Regions from separate parts of the Mus musculus genome. Here region 1 is linked to region 2. The links are chromatin contacts, called in public HiChIP or PLAC-seq maps. All regions are on one chromosome and are shown on one strand. The core of a region is the stretch at or near the end of the contact, and the rest is flanking DNA. Distances in the headings are between cores, read along the strand shown.

The links. HiChIP or PLAC-seq counts read pairs in DNA pulled down with a chosen protein or histone mark.
Region 1: an H3K27ac HiChIP or PLAC-seq map of microglia shows a contact between it and region 2, with 5 times the contacts expected there. The contact joins the enhancer-like site here to the promoter of Ncan in region 2. A contact is called at or near these places in 3 of 39 promoter capture datasets (the C10 cell line, liver and pre-B cells), 1 of 115 datasets of contacts at active chromatin or transcription factors (microglia) and 2 of 9 other capture datasets (liver and pancreatic islet).

The regions. Positions count from the first base shown.
Region 1 is chr8:70,340,843-70,344,088 of GRCm38.p6, forward strand. Upf1 (UPF1 regulator of nonsense transcripts homolog (yeast)) reads right to left here. Exons shown (of 24, transcript NM_030680.3): 3 at 2,493-2,582; 4 at 1,168-1,335; 5 at 618-798. Among named protein-coding and RNA genes, the nearest start is that of Upf1, 11 kb to the right of the region's middle. Within about 2 kb of position 1,294, at least 52 of the 459 cell types and tissues checked have an H3K27ac peak or open chromatin away from gene starts, as enhancers often do. A contact at or near this core is called in microglia, where this site is marked.
Region 2 is chr8:70,119,157-70,122,272 of GRCm38.p6, forward strand. It overlaps Ncan (neurocan), which reads right to left and starts at 1,688. Exons shown (of 15, transcript NM_007789.3): 1 at 1,572-1,688.

The sequences.
Region 1 (3,246 bases), core at 44-2,543, 220 kb after region 2:
CTGTTCTGATGGCCCTGGCATACTCAACACCATTCTAACCCCAATAAACCTGGCAACAGCACCCCCACAGCCCAGCACAATACTCAGGCCCATCTGGAGCCCCAGATTCGGCTGTCAGAGTCTCATGATTCTCCCAGTGAGCCAAGTCCCTCTCTCATATCCTGTAGCAACATACCTCCTCTGGGACCAACTGCCCTCTGTGAGCCTCACTGAGACAGAGAGCAGAGAACCTGGGCATACTGAGGTAACTGGAACTTGACCACCCAAGTGCAAAGAGACTAAGCTGGACAAGCTTAGAAGGTTTCTATCCAATACTACTTGGGATTCCTGGTTAGAGGGTGCTCAACTGACACCCCTAGTCACATTTGGAAAACAAGGTCAGAGTCTAAAGCTAGCCAGAACAGAACTCCAACCTAATCTGGAACCCTGACTTGTCATTAGGGATAAGGACAGGTGCTCCTTGGAGTAGGAATCTCATAACAGCCTAACCCAATTACTCAGACCATCCACTATGTCCCCTGCAGAGCCCTAGGTCATGTCCCCACCCCCACCCCCAATATCTCCTGCCCAGTGTGAGGCTTGCCACGTTACTTTTCTTTTGTCTATGAGTGGCTCACCTTCCAGAGCTCTTCCAGCTTGTTGATCTGCTGTGCCGTGATCTGCCGTGCTCGCAGCTGCTCCTGCTCAGAGGGAATCTTGACCAGCCATGACAGAAAGCACCGGTCCTGGATTAGGGGCTGCCACTGTGAGCTGTCCCAGTTGATGTCCTTCAGGCTGCTCTGGCTGGCACAGGGCTGCCTGTGCAGGTGTGGGGCAGGAGAGAGGGTTGGGACCTGGCCCAGGAGGCCTCAAACTAGCCAGAAGGCAGCAGCAGCATCTGCACGCCCAGCTCTGGCCTCAGTTCACAGCAGACCTGTCACTTTCCTTCTTTCAGTTTTTCAGACAGGTTCTAACTGGGTAGCCCTGGCTGGCCTTGGCCTCTCTTTGTAGACCAGGCTGGCCTTGAACTCAGAGAAACTTCTGCCTTTGCCTCCCCAGGGCTGAAGTTAAAAGTGTACACTACCACATCAGGCCAGACTTCATTTTCTAATTTGACCAGAATACACACAGAACTTGGTCCCAGCAGACACTGTCCTCTCCAGCCCAGCCCTGCTGCAGGCAGCTCACCTGCACAACAGCACCACCACAGAGTCGGCCTTCGCAGGGATGAAGCCCAGCAGGAAGACGTTGCGGCAGCCACAGTTGTAGCACTCCAGCACGGTCTCGCCCAGAGGCCCGTCCTTGTGCAGCGTCACTTCCTTGCATTTTGCCCTCACGAGGTGATTCACAATGTGGCTGAGACCAGGAAACCATCGCAGTTAACACCCCAAGCTTGGCTTCTCGGCACCTCCAGGTCGGCTACCCCATGCAAAATGTCCAGTACTGCTCATGGTCTGTCAGCACAGGCCAGATGGTCACACCTCAGGGGCACAGGTGCCCAGGGAGCCTCAGCCCCGCTCGCTTGTTCACTGACTCACACAACCCCTCCATTTCCTCTTTCTCTAGCCCCAGCACATGGTGCTAACTTAACCTCTGGCAGCCATGCTCAGCAAAAATGGCTCCTTCCAGGTCCTCTTTTTCCATGCCTATTTAAACAAACAGGTCACCTCCTGGTCTCTATAGCAAGGAGCTGCCCTAAGGACCATAGCTCCCATCCCTTCCCCGTCACATATGAGGACATGGCCTACCCCAATAGTGGCCCACATTGGCTGGCCACCTCAGGGCCCACAGGCTCTGCCAGTTCTTCCTGACTGTCTTAGTTGTCTTTCTGTATGATCCCATGAAACCCCCACTGTAGTGACCATCCAGCCATTCTTAGCTTTGTAGGTCTTACTCCTCCTTCTGAGAATGGGATGTCTTGGTCCCTGAAAGTGACTTTAAGATCTTTTAAAGATGATAATCCCTGCCTCACTGTAGACCTGGTACCTACAACCTTCTGTGGCATTCTTTTTACAGAATGTCCTCAGAAACAAGCCACACCCCTGGTGGCAGTGGGAAACAGGCACACCTGGCTCAGTTGTTTCTCTCCAACAGTGTTTACTGACACTTGCATGGAGAGCCAGCATGATATAGGGATGAGTCTAGTTGTTCCTAATGACTTAGGATCTTGAACCATTGGTTCCAGAGACAATCAAGTCAACTGGCTCAGCTGGATGCCCTCAACCTCCCAGGAACAAGGACAGGCAGGCCATGCCAGCCTCATTTCATGAGAGGCAGGCACAGCCTGAGAACAGAATTAAGCCAAACTCCTCACATAATGAGCGAGGCAGAGAATCAATCAAGGATAAACATGTCGAAGCGTTCACACGCCACCATCTGTTTCAAGTTACACCAGTCAAAGGGGGAGCCCAGGTTCACCAGCACCATCTCATTCCAGCTTTGCTCCAACAACACCGTAACTCACAGCAGCCCTAGTGTTGCTGATTAAACACACATGCATGGCTGTCAGCTACCTGCCAGAAGTATTTCCTCGGCCATTGCAGAACCACTTCTTGCTGGTATTACAGTAAACCACGCAGGCAGGATCATGGATTCCACAGTAACTGGAAAAGCCCAAACATCAACAGTCAGTACTGGCCTGCAGCTTTCAGGTTTGGTTAGTGTGAGGGCAACACAGATGCCTGAGTGGCACAGGCCCAAGGCAATCCTGGCCCCTTCCCTTCAGCCTGCAAGTTTCTAACAAGGTTGTGGGAGCACCTGACTCCAGAAGGCAGGTACTGTGCAACCAGAGAATGCTCAGGCCCAACCCAGGCTAAGGGAGGCCCCTGAATCACTGGGTCTCCATAGCTCTGTTGTGCACCGGCAGGCTGGGGCCATGAGGTGTCAAACCAGAAAACGCTCTCACTGGGCTCTCTCGTCTATTCCTGGTGGAAAGGACGACTAGGGCTCCCAGATCAGCCTGCCTGTAGCTCTGGTTTTATCCTCGAAAACACTTGTCAACCAGGAGAGAGCCATTATAACGGAAAGCAATAGGTGTGGAGAGGAGAGGCCAAAACAGCCCTGTAGAGGGCGGCAGATGGCTACAAAACCCTAGTAAAGACAAGCTCTGGCCTTGCTGGGTGTGTGTGTGGGTGGGTGGGTGTGAAGTTAGCTGAGCTGGGTATTCCACAACAAGGACATTCCAACTCTTTAAGCCTCCAATGCCCTCATGTGGCCCTGATGGAGCTGATTTAGTCAGGATCCATGCCCTGCCTTGGCTCTTCAGGG
Region 2 (3,116 bases), core at 438-2,937:
TTCTGGTCCCGGGAGTGGGGGTGGGGTGGGGGCGAGGAAAGCCACACGCATGTATGCACACACTCTTGCACACACTGAGGGTTCCTGGCCCGAGACTCACACTGGATGTGTGTGCATGAGTGTAGAACACTGGAGAAGAAAGGAAGCCAAGCTGAGGACCTCCACCCTGGCCTCCGTGCCCACTGTGGCTCCTCAGGTTTGCACTCCCATGCTCTGAATCCCCTTTCCCTATTCACAAGACACACCCCAGGAGAGACACACACAGAGACTTTCAGGGACATTAACAAAGGGAACCATGCCTGTGTTGGCGGAGTAGGCTGCGCGACCTCTACACAAAGACACCCACAATCTGGAGCCCTCTGCTGAAGCCCCTAACGAATCCGTTCACCAGGTCTGGCTCCTCCCACAGGCTGCCACACCAGCCCTGGGATGCATGTGGCCTTGGTGACCGATGCAGGGCCACTGATAATGTGGCCCCAGCATAGTTTTGTAACAAAAGACACTGTTAGCAGTTATATCAGTCACAGGAGACCCTAGACATGCCTCTCCTCATAGCTCGTTGACACACAAAGACCCCCGATTCCTGGGGTGAAAACCTTCCTTGTCTCCCTGTAGGGACGGCCAGGGATCACCGAGACTGCCAGAGTCTGGGATGGCACAATGTATGAATTCATACCTTCCTAACTGGTCCCCACATGTCACCCATCCTGGACTGCCTCAGCCTGGCTTTATCCCAAACACACTTAGAATGAACAAAGCCACACTGTGGTGTATGCACGGGGGTCACTCCTATACCCAAGCACTGGGTCCCTTCCCTTCTACCACCTGATCATCCAAAGAGAGTTTTAAAATGCACCATACAGGTAGACTGGGGGTGAAGCACTGGGGTGGAGTGCTGAGATTACATGGAGATGTGAGGCATCTGGGGGGTCCTGTCCCCTCACAGGGTCCATCCAGGTCCTGAACATCCATTTTGGGGCATACCAGAACCCACACCCAGCATTAGCCAGGACAGTAAACATGCTTACTGGGGAAAGGGACTGCACCCCAACTCCTTATCTGTTAGAAAACCAGGGTGACTCTTAGGATGGGTGTCTGAGCCTCCTTCTTAGCTCAGGATGCAGTAAGAGGACAGAGACCTGTCTGACTTCCTTTTCCAGGGAAGAGACTCTGCTACACACACTCTTAAATTGGGGGACCCTTTCCCCACCACAGCCTTCCATTCATGTGTAAATTGGAGGTCCCCATTTCAAGTTCCCAGCTTGTCTTTATTCCAAACTCGGGGTACCCCTCCCCTAGCCCTAGCTTTCAGCACCTCCTGCTTGATCCAGAGAACTATATGCAGCCAGGGATCCTCCCTACCAGAGATGGGAAAGTCTTTTCATTCAAGACTCCCTTCCATTCCCAACACCCTTAAGGCCGCCCCTCATGCACTCAGGCCCCCCAAACTTGGTTCCCCTCCCCCATCGTTCCCTGCCCATTTTCATCGAGGAGGGGGCTTCCCCTTCATTCTGGTCAGTCCTCCCCAAGCCCTATTTTCTGTTGCCCCCCTCCTTCCGGCCCCCCCACACCTGGCTCCTTAGCGCGAACACATCCCCACGGTTCCGGGCACAAAGGACGCGACGCCCCGCTCCCGGTGTTTCTTCAGCCCTAGAGCCCAGGCGCTCAGCACGCCAGGCGCAGCCTCCTCACTTATAAAGGAGCACAGGGATGCTCTGCGCATGCGCAGCCCCTGGCCTCCAGCTGGCTTGCCTGAGATTCCTTTCACGTCTGTCCGGACACAGTCCAGGGGCTGGCTACACCTGACTCCGCCCCCTTCTCTTTGAGCTCTTAGGTACCCCATTAAATGACTCCAGTATGCCTCATGAGGCCACCTGCTCCGATTTACAGGTGGGAAAACTGAGCCTCATGGATGTAAGAGTGTTTGCCAAGATCACTCAGAAGGAAAGGGCAGAGTGGGGATTCAAACTCGATTCCCCAAGGTTCCAAAGACAGTTAACCATTTCTAGAACAGAAATGGGCTCGGAGGACCCACTGGGTCACACAGCTGCTAAAAGTCACCAAGGAGCCCGTGAGATGACAGTAATAGCCTTTGTTCAGCAGTAAATGTTTGCTGCCAAGCTCAAGGACCCGAGTTCAATCCCTGTGACCTACAGGGTGGATGGAGAGACGTGACTCCTGCAACTTGTCCTCTGACCTCCACAACCCCACACCAAATAAATAAATAAATATGATAGAAAATGTTAAATCATCAGGGACCAAGTCTGGATGTGTTAACTGCAGAACTGCTCCAGCAGCTCTGCCCTATTCATCTCATTCATTCATTCATTCATTCATTCATTCATTCATTCACTCATTCATTCGCCTTTTCTTATCATTGCTTAATGGTGCACACCAGGGTCACGTGTTTACGATGCTCCTACTTTGGGCAGGAGCATATGTGCCATTTTCACACCTGTTCTTTAAAAGCCAAGATTTTAGGGGCTGGGGATGTGGTTCAGTTGGTAGGTAGGGTGCTGCTTAGCATGCCGGAAACCTTGGGTTTGACCTCCAGCACTTCATAAACCAGGCGTAGTATGGAAGTGCATGACTGAAACCCCAGCACTTGGGAGAGGAAGACAGAGGATCAGGAGTTTAAGGGTCATCCCCAGCTACTTACCCAATTGGAGACCAGCCTGGGCTACGTGAGATCCTAGCCTCAAAAGCAGTCCTGAGGGGAGGGGACCTCAAGAGATGGCTCAGTGGATGAAGCGCTTACCTCACATGCATGAGGACCTGAGTCCCCAAACACCCACACAGAATTAGTGTACAGTGACATTCCTATAACTTCAGTGAGGACAGAGACAGGTGAAGCCCTGTGTCTTTTTTAAAAAGAAAACTTTTCATTGGCTCTTTGTGAATTTCACATCATGCACCCCAACCCCACCCCTCTCCCTCTCTTCCGTACCTGCCCTCCACCCTTGCAACCTTCCCCCAACAGAGGAGAAGGAAATCTCATCATGGAAGCTGTAGTGTGCCACAGTGTGTCCCATAGCAGACCCTTTGTCCACACTTCTTCACTTGCAAATGTTCATTGTAGTGACTTGTTGGTCTGGTTTGAAGCCTCTGGCTTCTTA